Linked DNA regions of Mus musculus: region 2 is linked to region 1. Evidence: chromatin contacts called from public Hi-C data. All regions are on one chromosome and are shown on one strand. The core of a region is the stretch at or near the end of the contact, and the rest is flanking DNA. Distances in the headings are between cores, read along the strand shown.

Evidence for each region. Hi-C and Micro-C count contacts between places; a contact is called where the count stands out from the background.
Region 2: a Hi-C map of uterus shows a contact between it and region 1, with 4 times the contacts expected there. The contact joins the promoter of Cwc22 here to the promoter of Ppp6c in region 1. A contact is called at or near these places in 1 of 39 promoter capture datasets (cranial neural crest) and 1 of 484 Hi-C or Micro-C datasets (uterus).

The regions. Positions count from the first base shown.
Region 1 is chr2:39,224,900-39,231,222 of GRCm38.p6, forward strand. Ppp6c (protein phosphatase 6, catalytic subunit) reads right to left here and starts at 1,450. Exons shown (of 7, transcript NM_024209.3): 1 at 1,268-1,450. The coding sequence starts at 1,342.
Region 2 is chr2:77,942,744-77,949,158 of GRCm38.p6, forward strand. It overlaps Cwc22 (CWC22 spliceosome-associated protein), which reads right to left and starts at 3,613. Exons shown (of 20, transcript NM_001362658.1): 1 at 3,407-3,613.

The DNA.
Region 1 (6,323 bases), core at 200-2,699:
TGAGATATCTCTCCAGCCCCAGCAAGAACTATATTAAGATCTTATCTCAGGAAGAAAGCAAAAACAAGACAAAACAAAATTACCAAGCAGGAAGACAAGGCAAATGCCTGATTCAGGTGGCTGAATATGAACACCAATCATGTAACACAGGCAGTCAGTATGTAAGTTACAAGCTATGTACTTTCACACAACCAACACTTGAGGTCTTAAACATTTTGCATACTTGTTGGCTGATTTAAATATAAACTTCATGTACTAGATGAGACAAGAAAACAGACACAGAGCAAAATCTTCACAAGAGAAATAAAATTCGTTAGGAAAAAGGCAATTTTTTTCTTGAAAAAATTGTTTTAAGCCTGTGGCTTAAAAATATTACAAAAACAGCATGAAAAAAAAATTCAAATGATCGAGAGTGACTGACTACATAGCAAATCAAAGTTAACGGAATAAAACAGACATTAGCAACCATCGGATAAACACCAACGTGGTCCTAAGCACTAGTTTTTGCAGAAACAAAATACGGTTGATAACAGTGGTACACCAACGGCTTACTTCTTTACTGCATTAACTTAGCCTGAACTGAGTAAGACCTCCTTTGGAAAACCAAGAAAACGACACCTTGAGTTACAGGGGAACAGCTCAGAGGTCATAAAAACATTTGAACTTATTGATAAGCAACTGCTTATTCACTTAAATAGCTCAACAACGGGCTAAGAAATGAGATCCACATCCAAATCATCAGAAGAAAACTACCACTCCTAAGAAGCAATTTAGGGGAGTGGTGAAGCTGAGGCGACTTGTCATTCTCTCCCATTATGGTCGCATCGATCCCGCCCACCGGCTTCCACCTCTCAGGGACTTAAACACACCGCGGCCGCGTCCCTGGAGCAGACAGCGGCTCCTGTTACCTCTGCTGGGAGGACCCCATCCCGGGAGCACTACCCGCTCGGCCCGGCTCCGTCTCCGGGAGGCCGAGCGAGTTAGAGTGAGAGTCTTTAAGCTCGGAGTCCCGTGAGGGTCAGGGGATCGTGACATCCCCCGGGATCTCCCCTCAAAGAACTGGACAGCATTCGGGGGATCCGGGCTCCCCTGGTTCTCCGCGTCACGCCGCCTCGGACCCGGTCCTCTCGCACCGCGGAGCGCCCTCCGCCGCGCCAGGATCGGGCGCCCGGTAGGGATCCCGCCGAGGGAGAAGGGCGGGCCGGCGGGAGCCCCGCAGCCGGAAGGGGCTTGCCTCGCAAGCTGGACGGCCTCCGGCCCGGCTCACCTTCAGGTCGTTCTCGGGAAGGTACTTGCACTGCCGCGCTATCTCCACATACTTGTCCAGATCCAGCGGCGCCATTTTAGGAAGAACAAGCCGCGGCGACAGCAGCGGCAGCGGCTGTAGTAGCGGAGGCAGCGGCGGAGGCCGAATCCGGAACCCTCCTTACGTCACGTCCGATCCGTGAGTGGCGTCTGCGAAGCGACGTAAAAGCCTGACCCGTTCCGCTCTCTCTCTCAGGCGGAATTCCGGGCCACGGATCTATCTCCAAGAGAACCCGGAGGTCCTTTTGATAAAACCTACTGGGACCCGTAGCTCTCTGCCGCGGGGCGTGCTGGGATTTGTAGTTTTAGTAAAATGCTCTTCCTTTCCTATCCTTGGCAACAGACTTCACCTCAAATGAGGCTTTTTCTAAGGAAGACCATGAAGTGGTTAACTAAGAATTCCCTGGCTCTCACTCCTACCCTGTAAAGTATCTTCAGTTAAAGTTAAGAGTTACTGTTACCGCCTTTCCAGGACTACTGAAGACCTGGCCTAGACAACATTTGAAACAAACTTAACACCACCGGTTCTCTGGCTGGGGGGTGGGGTGGGTGGTGGGTGGGGGAAGAAACAAACAATAAAGCATTTCTTATGCCACATTCTGTACAAATACTGGCACTTTTTTTTTCTCCTGTTCAATTCTTGTAAGACTGTAAGAATGCAAAGTTTGCATGTGTTATTTGCCCCAAAATCTCAAAGGAAACAGAAAAGATGGATCCTAGACTGAAAAACAGGCTACTGACTTAATCCGGTGAGTTCCAGGAGGGGGCCGGAAAGGTTTTTTTTTTTTTTTTGTCGTATCCCAGTGCCAAGAACAGTTCTTGACACCTACTATAGCTTTAACATTGGTCCATTTGACAACTCTATATTGAATAGCAACAAAGTACAGATACACTTATAGGCAGTTAGAATAACCAATGGCTGCAATAGACAAAAATCTCTATCCTTGGGGCTGGAAAGAGTGCTCATTAGTTAAGAGCACTAGCTGTTCTTCCAGAGGATCCAAGTTCTATTACTAGCATCTACGTGGCTGCTTTCAAGTCCAGTTACGGGAGATCAGACACCTTCTTCTGGGCACTGTGTGCATGTGGTACAGAAATATATTTGCAGTCAAAATAAATAAAATAATAAAAAATAATGTATTAAAAAATCTGTCCTCAACTTGCAATTTAATTCTGTTAGAGATAACCGACAAATATAATAAATTACTCAGAGCATGTTAGAAAGTGATAATTTAAGGAAAACATTCCAGCATAGTAAGGAGGATGGGTTGACACAGGATTCAGAATTAACCTGACCATAGTGTACCACATATTTGACCACAGCAGTGATGAGGCAGCTGGATAACTGTGAGTTCTAGGATAGCCTAGTCTATGTAGCATGTTGCAGGTCAACCAGAAGACCTTGTCTCAAAAAAAAAAAAAAAAACACAACAACAACAAAAACACAGCAAAGTTGGGAAGGTGGGAAGTTGTATGGAAGATATCTGATGCATTTCTAAGCTTATTTGGAGCTTTTGTGGAAGAGCCATACCATAGTGGCTGGAGCTCAGAGGAAGAAATGAATACATAGATTTATTTTCCTTTTGATGCAGTGGACAACTGTTGTAGGATTTTAAACATGCAACATGATCAAACTTATTTGGATTTTTAAATTTTGTTTTCTTTGCTTGGTTTTGTTTGAGACATCTCTTTAGCCCCTTAAAAACAGAATTCAAACATTCCTACAAGAATTTAGAAATGTAATTTATAGTCTAAAAGGGTTGGTTCCAACAATGTAAACTATCTGATATTCCACTTTTTCTTGTTAATATACTCCTCCAGCATGGCTTGAGGTTTCAAGCCAAAAGACCCAAGGCACATCCAAGCATTCTGGAGCTTTACTTCAGAGAAGTAATCACTGTCCAAATACATACTGGGCACATGGCAGATCCAACCTTGCCCTGGTTGTCTTTCCAGAAGGAAAGCAGAGTGAGTGTATACCTCTAAATTCTTTGGCAGTCAGTGGGAGCTTTCTGATAATTACAGGCAGTCACAAAGACTGTTTTGCGTTCTACCCTCACCATAAGAGTATGACACTCTGATCACACATAGGCACATAGGTGAGCCATTTCTGTTTTAGGAAAGAAAAGGAGTACCTATACTTAGGACATAGATCAGAGATGATGCAGATGAAGTTGCCAAAAGAGGGTTGATCAGTTTATAGATCATGGTTTTTACAGAGGAAAGACTCTGGGTCTCCATAGACACCCAACTGCAACCCCTACAGAAATCTTAAGATTTCTGTGTTGCAGAGAGAAGACACCCAAAGTATTAATAATTTACCCCAAGAACATATAGTTTCAGTGAACGTTTTATTCCTCACCCTTTACAATAGAACCTCCTAGTTGTTGTTCGTGTTTAGTATCTCTGATCAGCTTATGAGCTCCTAAAAGGCCAAGGGCCTGCCTATGGTCTTGGAACGTGCTGTAACTACAAATGGCAGTTATGGAAATGAACCATTCGTTGCTGGTGCCGCAGCTTGAACCAGCCTCAAAACCTACACAGGAAAAGTCTAGCATTCTGTGGCATGCAGGAAATCTCATTCTGGAGCCTGGAGCAGAATTCAAGGTCAGCCTGGCTTACATGAGTTCCAACCCATCCTTCTGCTTCAGAAGTCACTACTAACGACTGCTGTAAACAAACTCCGTCTGAACAAGGGATTTGGTCATGGATCGGATGCCGACCAGGAAGCAGCATTCCAGGTCTCCCTGGAAGGGAGTCGATGCTGGGGAGAGACCCGCGGAGGAAAGCTGTTGGCCTGGACAAGCTTTAGGAACCTGGGGCTCCAGCCCATGGGTAGAGCCACATCCAGAATGAGTTGGAGCTAACTCTTGCTGGGTTGGAAGTAAACAGGCTCCGCCATCTGGAGGAGAGGGTATTCCTTTCCTTAAGCTAGGTGGAGAGGACAGCGTCTCTGGCTGGCCACATTAGTAGAAAGCAGGCAGCCATTTCTCCCTGATCCTTACTTCTTTCACGTGAAGATGTAGCTGAGAGAGGGGATGTAAAGGAAGTGGCTAGGAAAGAACCTGCAAGCGTGAAGCTGCCATTCCCCCCTAACCTTCATGGACACATACACATATTGCTAAATTATTGGTGAGCCTCTCACAGTATATGAACCATGAGTGATGGGTTAGTGATATAAGTCTAATAAAGGACATACACTAAGATACAGGTCTGGGCCTCCCATAATACATGACCATGAGTGGTGCATTACTAGTGTGTGTCTTCCTTAGTACATTCACCGTGAGTGCTGGAGTTGCAGGTATTTGTTTCCAGAGTACATGCACCATGAGTGCTGGGTTACAGGCATGAGCTACCCGCAGTACCTATACCATGAATGCTGAATTATAGCAATGATCCTACCACAGAACATGCATCATGAGTTTTGGGCTACTGATTTGAAACTCCCACCTCAGCCAGTCCTGGATAACCCAACACACCTGAAAAGCAAGACTCAAATTTAAAATCACATCTCATGATGCTGGTAGAGGACATCAAGAAGGGCATTAATAACTCACTTAAAGAAATACAGGAGAACAGTGCTAAAGAGGTAGAAGCCCTTAAAGAGGAAACACAAAATCCCTTAAAGAGCTACAGAAAAACACAACCAAATAGGCAATGGAATTGAACAAAACCATCCAAGACCTAAAAAGGGAAGTAGAAACAATAAAGAAAACTCAAAGTGAGACAACTCTGGAGATAGAAACCCTAGGAAAGAAATCAGGAACCATAGATGTGAGCATCAGCAATGAAATACAATAGATGGAAGAGAGAATCTCAGGTGCAGAAGATTCCATAGAGAACATGGGCACAACAAACAAAGAAAATGCAAAATGCAAAAGGATCCTAACTCAAAACATGCAGGAAATCCAGGACACAAGGAGAAGACCAAACCTACGGATAATATGAGTAGATGAGAATGAAGATTTTTCAACTTAAAGGGCCAGTAAATATCTTCAACAAATTAATAGAAGAAAACTTCCCAAACCTAAAGAAAGAGATGCCCATGAACATACAAGAAGCCTACAGAACTCCAAATAGACTGGACCAGAAAAGAAATTCCTCTCGACACATAATAATCAGAACAACAAATGCACTAAATAAAGATAGAATATTAAAAGCAGTAAGGGAAAAAGGTCAAGTAACATATAAAGGCAGGCCTATTAGAATTATACCAGACTTCTCACCAGAGACTATGAAAGCCAGAAGATCCTGGATAGATGTTATGCACACCCTAAGAGAGCACAAATGCCAGCCCAGGCTACTATACCCAGCAAAACTCTCAATTACCATAGATGGAGAAACCAGCCCTTCAAAGGATAATGAAGGGAAAACACCAACACAAGGATGGAAACTACACCTTAGATAGAGCAAGAAAGTAATCCTTCAACAAACCTAAAAGAAGACAGCCAGAAGAACAGAATCCCAACTTTAACAACAAAAATAAGAGGAAGCAACAATTACTTTTCCTTAATATCTCTTAACATCAATGGACTCAATTCCCCAATAAAAAGACATAGACTAATAGACTGGGTACACAAACAGGACCAACATTTTGCTGCTTACAGGAAACCCACCTCAGGGAAAAAGACAGACACTACCTCAGAGTGAAAGGCTGGAAAACAATTTTCCAAGCAAATGGTCTGAAGAAACAAGCTGGAATAGCCATTCTAATATAGAATAAAATTGACTTCCAACCCAAAGTTATCAAAATAGACAAGGAGGGGCACTTCATACTTATCAAAGGTAAAATCTACCAAGATGAACTCTCAATTCTGAATATCTATGCTCCAAATACAAGGGCAGCCACATTCATTAAAGAAACTTTAGTAAAGCTCAAAGCGCACATTGCACCTCACACAATAATAGTGGGAGACTTCAACACCCCACTCTCACTAATGGACAGATTCTGGAAACAGAAACTAAACAGAGACACATGGACACTAACAGAAGTTATGAAACAAATGGATTTAATAGAT
Region 2 (6,415 bases), core at 2,363-4,862, about 39 Mb after region 1:
AGGGACAGGGGCCCACATACATACAGGCTCAAAGACATTTAAAACTAACAAACAAATGAATGATGACTTCAAGTCATTCCCGTAAAGGAAGCACGTAGAAAATGAACATAAATGATGTGGACCCTAAGAGACTCACGAAGCTAAATCATGAAAGGCCTTCTATGGATACAGCAAATCTCTGAAATTTTCAATCACTGACATAAACACACACACACAGACACACACACAAAGCTAAGATAGTACCAGATACATAACATGTTCAAAATCTAAAAGTTTTGTAAGGGGAAGTGTATTAGTCAGGGTTCTCTAGAGTCACAGAACTTATGGATAATTTCTAAATAGTAAAGGAATTTATTGATGACTTACAGTCGGCAGCCCAATTCCCAACAATGGTTCAGTCGCAGCTGTGAATGGAAGTCCAAGGATCTAGCAGTTACTCAGTCTCACGCAGCAAGCAGGCGAAGGAGCAAGAGCAAGAGCTAGACTCCCTTCTTCCAATGTCCTTATATTGTCTCCAGCAAAAGGTGTAGCCCAGATTAAAGGTGTGTTCCACCACACCTTTAATCCTAAAGGTGTGTTCCACCACACCTTTAATCCCAGATGAAAGGCATAGCCCAGATTAAAGGTGTGTTCCTTAACTCGGAGATTCAATCTTCTGGAATCCATAGCCACTATGGCTCAAGATCTTCAAACCAAGATCCAGATAAGGATCTCCAAGCCTCCAGATAAGGGTCACTGGTGAGCCTTCCAATTCCGGATTGTAGTTCATTCCAAATATTGTCAAGTTGACAACCAGGAATAGCCACTACAGGAAGGTAACTTTAGATTATCTTAGATCCGAAGAGGAGTCAAGTTATTTTGACATCACATAAAGAATATTCCTCTACCCCTTATTCTTGGGGCCACCAAGCTGTCTGTCATTATCTGCATCAAGGCAGCACTAGTAGATGCTGTGTGCCCAAGAGGTAACTGGACCCGAATGTAGCATAGGCCTTCATCTTCACTTCATACTTTGTGTCTGCACTCCACAAGTCAAATCTGGTCCCCAGCTTTGTCAACAAAATCTGCTAACTTGCACAGATTGGTTAGAAATGACCTTTCATATCATTAGAAGTTATGTTTGTATACTTTTTTCTTCTGAGCATATTCTGGTGTAAAGGAAATATTACCATGTAGCCTCTAGACACCAAGCTCGACCACCCATCACAGAAGCTCTGATCTAGAAAGAGCCTCCCCTTGTAAAGTGATTCAGAGCACCCACAGGATAAATTTTCAAGGAGGAAGTATTGAACTTTGCCTGGCTTAAGCCACTACTGAGTTAGGCTCAAAGATAGATTAAAAACAGTTAATTCTGGGTCTCGCTTACTAAGTTATCAATTCTTTAATCATTGAAGCTTTTCCTAAAAAAGGATGCCCCACACTTTCTTTCCTTTCTGTTCACTGGCATTTACTAACATGGCACGATAGGCAAAGGCTTGTTTGAATCCACTCCCCTGCCCATGTGTGCTATCTTTTTAAAAAAAACATTTTAAAAAATGTCTTCAAAGTTTGTGCTGAGGTAAGCATTCAACTGTCTTCTCCCATGTTTACTTGGGAGGTGTAAGAAAAAGTGTTAACAAGCCTGAGAGTTTTCTGAAATCCTTAGTGCTCCATCGGCCTCCCTTGCTCGTAATTGTAGGGAACCTCAAAGTTGGCTCAAGACACTCCAAGAGCGTGTTCTCTGCACAAAGGAGACTTATTTGCCCCAGAAGGACAAAGGGCAAGAAACAGGAGACAAAGACAGGACACTAGGATGAGGGAGAAGGGGAAGGGAACAAGGGAGAGGGTAAAGGGGTATTTGTCCCAAGGGAACAAAGGACTGTCTCTGGATAGAGAGAAGACATACATATAGGAAAATATTAGCGTAGCGGGTAGAGGGGTTAGGCTGAGGTATTTAATTTAAATTGGGCATGTCAATTAGTTGACCCCAGAGAGGTTTTGGATTGTTGGACTTCAATGCTTTGATAGCTGGATCTCTGCAGGTTAGATCAGGGAACAGATCTTGGGGGCTAGCTTGAGGAATGTGATCTAACGGTTTTTAACAAGACACGGGGACTTGGGAAGGAGAGCCTTGTCCACCACATTCAAGCTGGCTAGAGTTCCTGCAGTAATTTCAGACTTACAGAGAAAACAAGGGAAATCTGACAGAAAAACCCTCAAAGACATTAGTTCCAATCTGCTGTATTACCGATAATCACTTCTTTCTGGAACTGGTCTATTTCCAGACTGAGTCTGACTGGGCCAGTCATGAACAAGGTAGGACTCAACTAAAATAACCAGTCTAAACCCGGCTAGCCCACACCTTTAATCCCAGCACTCAGAAAGCAGAGGCAGGCAGAACTCTTTAAATTTGAGGTCAGCCTGCTCTAAGGAGTGAGTTCCAAGACAGTCAAGACTACACAGAGAACAGGAAAAATAAATAAACAAAAGGCAGTTTAAATACAGAGCACAATTAACAGAAAAGGTAGCTCATTTTCACATGTATGGATCTTTTTTGCCTTCATATACATATAGGGACAGTTCAAGTTGCTGGTGCAAGTGGCTATCAGCAAGCAGGTATCCAGTCCCCTGAATCTGATATTATAATTTGTTGTGATCCATCTTGTGGGTGCTTGGATCGAACCTAGATCCCTCTGAAAGAGTGCTTTTAACCACTGGGCAAACTCACCAACGGCTTGCCGGGGCTCAGTTACTGTTTCTATTAATACCTTTCCCCAAATTATTCTTCCGGGGGGCGGGGGGGCGAGTTAAGTGGCTACAATGTATCAAAAAAGTCTTGCATTTAGAGCAGGTCAAACAGCTGGCACAGTGCTGTTTGTACTGTAGGGCCTGCAGCTCGCTAGGGGCAGGAACTGCAAACCCATGTTTGGAAGTTGCAAATAGTAGAGGCTTTTAGAGTTAAGGTTAACTACGTATGCGACCTAAACACAGAAGATGCGAAACATGGATCACTAGGGCTAAACATGACAGGGGTTCAGTCAAGTCAATGAAAACGATCCATAAATGAAAATGTAATAGAATTGGCTACTGGGATAAGCTGGAATGAGGCAAACGCGTTACCAGAATTTATTAATGCCAGCCCCGGGACGCCGACTGGGGACGCGACCCAGGGTGCTCCCAGGAGAGGTGTTCACCGACAACCCAGACCAAGGCCCAGACACGCACGCCCCGCCGCCGGCGCTAGGCCCAGCCGGCTCACACGGCACCTCGCGGGCCGCCGGTGGAGACGGCGCAGCCACATGAGGAAAGCAAGGCCCACCGGGCAAGCGCCCACTCGCAAGTCCCTGCCCTCTCCACGCGACCTAGCAACCCGCCGCCCCCACTCTGGCTCCTAGTCTATCCCGAGTCTTCAGAGTTCCGTAATTACCTAAAGCTCCACCGCGCCGCCATCATACCGGAAGAGCGTCAGTTCCCTTTCCCGGGTGAAAGTAGCGCGAGAAATTAGTGAAAAACTGGTAGTGAATTGGCAGGTATGTGATACGATTAATGATAATGCGGTATAGTAACACCTTGAGTCAAAGCAATCCAGCTAGTAACACTGTCATTCCTTACAAAGAACACGAGAAAAGAACATGTGAGTCCGAGTGAACTACAAAGTCCAGCATGCTCTGGCAGCGCGGACGGAAATGAGTTGTAGTTGGACCGCAGTGCATGACGGGAATTGTAGTTCGTTCGGATAGGAGGTCACACTAGAGACACTTTTGAGAGCTAGGTTTTCGAGGCATGCTTCTTATTCTAACACTACTCATCTTCTAAAGCCATAAAAAGTAGCTCTTAGTAGACACCGTAGCTTTTCTTTCTTTTTTTTTTTTTTCAGTGTAAAAGCTTAACACTAAGATACATACTATGAAACTACCGCAGAGGCTTACTATATAATACCTTGCCTGAAAATAATAAAAAAAGTAGCGATCCCTTTCAGATTTTTGACAGAAGCTTTACCAAAAGTCTGTTTGGGAGAAGAGGGGAAAGTGACAAAATGTTTAGTATCTATTAAGTTCCAAGATTTTAAATTCAAGTGAATGGAAGACTATCTGATTATAAATGATATGTTGTAAGGACAGTGAGAAGTAAATTGGAGGCCCAACATGGTGGTGTCTGCCTTTACTCCAAATATTTTGGAGGCTGAGACTGGCACTGTGTGTTCCAAGACATCCAGAGCTACATAATGAGCCCCTGTCTTGAAAGAGAGAGAGAGAGAGAGAGAGAGAGAGAGAGAGAGAGAGAGGAAGGTGAAAAAAGAAAAGAAGCAAGTTGCCTGGCGTGGTGGCACATGCCTTTAATCCCAGCACTCTGGAGGCAGAGGCAGGTGGATTTCTGAGTTCGAGGCCAGCCTGGTCTACAAAGTGAGTTCCAGGACAGCCAGGGCTATACAGAGAAACCCTGTCTCCGAAAATAAATAAATTAATTAATTAATTAAAAAATTAAAAAAAAAAGAAGCAAGTTGTATTTATGATACTTTCAGGGTTGGAATGTGAAATCTGTAACGAGTTTAGAGCACTGGCCTCAATTATACTGTTTCCTTAGTCTTTGATTTTCAGTGTTACCAAAAGGTAAGTGTTAAAGAGCATGCTAATGTGATTGGAAAGCTCTTCCTAAAACAACATCATCTTTATATTTCAAAGTATTTTGTAAACCAGGCCTGGCTTCTCCAAGAATTTTGTTTATTTTTTAAACAGGGACAAGGTCTCACTATGTAGCCCTGGCTGGCCTGGAACTTACTATGTAGACCAGGCTGGTCTTGAACTCACAGAGATCTGCCTGGCTCTGCTTCCTAGGGGCTGGCATCAAATGCCTGGGGCAGTAAGCTCTGCTTCTTTATTATAATTTTAGGGTGATTGAGCTTTCAGCCTTTTCCTAGAGATAGTATGACTTTGTTAGCGTTTCTCCTGCTATAAAGTGACACCATGACTACAGCAATTGTTATATTCAAACAAACAAACAAATGAACAAACAAACAGCCAATCTAATTGGCTTACAACAGAGGTTTATTCCATTATTGTGATGGTGGAATTCATGGTGGGGAGTTTTATGGCATCTAAGTAGTAGGGGGGCTAGAGAAGGAGTTGAGAATTCTATATCTAGATCCACAGACAGCAGGAGAAGACGTTCAAACACTGGCCAGGCGTGGGCATCTGAGAAGCCCACCTCAGTGACACACTTCCTTCCACTGCACCAAGTCTACCTCAACAAAGCCACACCTCCTAATTCCTGTGAGTCTATGTGGGCCATTTTTATTCAAACCCCCACAGGGTGTAAACAAAATAAAAATCCTGGGCTAGGCACTTTAATCCCATAATTTAAGAGGCAGACCTGTGTTCAAGTGTTCAAGGCCAGCCTGATCTATATAGTCAGTTCTCAGCCAGCCAAGGCTACGTAGTGAGCTTTTAATACTAGTACTTGGGAAGCAGAGGCAGATAGCTCTCTAAGAGTTTGAGGCTAGCCTGGTATACAGAGTGAGTTTCAAGCCAGCCAAGGCTACATAGCAAGACCATGTCAAAAGCAGAAAGAAAACAAGGCAAATCAAACCAGCAACAACAATATCAATAAAGCAAAGGGAATAATAAAATTCTAGAGCTGGTCCTCACTGTGTATTAGAGTTTCTAAAAGAGCAGTTTTGATAGAATGAATATATAATAAGAGATGTATCAGGCTGGCTTAAAAGATGTGGTATGAATAATTATCTTAGTTAGGTTTTTATTGCTGTGAAGAGACACTGTGACCATGGCAACTCTTATGAAGGAAAAGATTTATTGGGGCTGGTTTACAGTTTCAGAAGTTTAGTCTGTTATCACAATGGACAGGAAAAATGGTGGCACTTGGGCAGACATGGTGCTAGAGAAGGAGTTGAGAGTTCTACATCTTGATCTGCAGGCACCAAGGAGATTATGTGCCACACTGGGCATAGCTTGAGCATAGGAGATGCCAACAATGACACACTTCCTCCAACTAGGTCATACTTCCTAATAGTGTCACTCCCTATGGACCAAGCATTGATTAGGTCTCTGTGGGCATACCTATTTAAAACACCAAAATAGTCCAAGGACAGCTGCCTCACAGTGGAAGGGGCAAGAATTCTGTTGTTCCTCAGTCCATGAGACTGCAGTCTCTGTATTCCTGTCTGGTGTTGGGAGTCCTGGAAGGCTCCTGGAGAGCTGCTGTTTTTCACTCTGTGTTGGAATCCTCAAGAAGTTGGATTCAATACTGGCAGCAACAGGATAGACCAACCTGCTATTGATGGAGAAGGTGAAGACAAAAAACAGTTTCTCTCCTCCATGTCTTTTTATGTGGGCTGCCCCCAGGAGGTATGGATGAGATTTAGGATGAGTCTTCCTTCTTCAAATGATCTGATTAAGATAATCCCGCAGGAGTGTCCGGG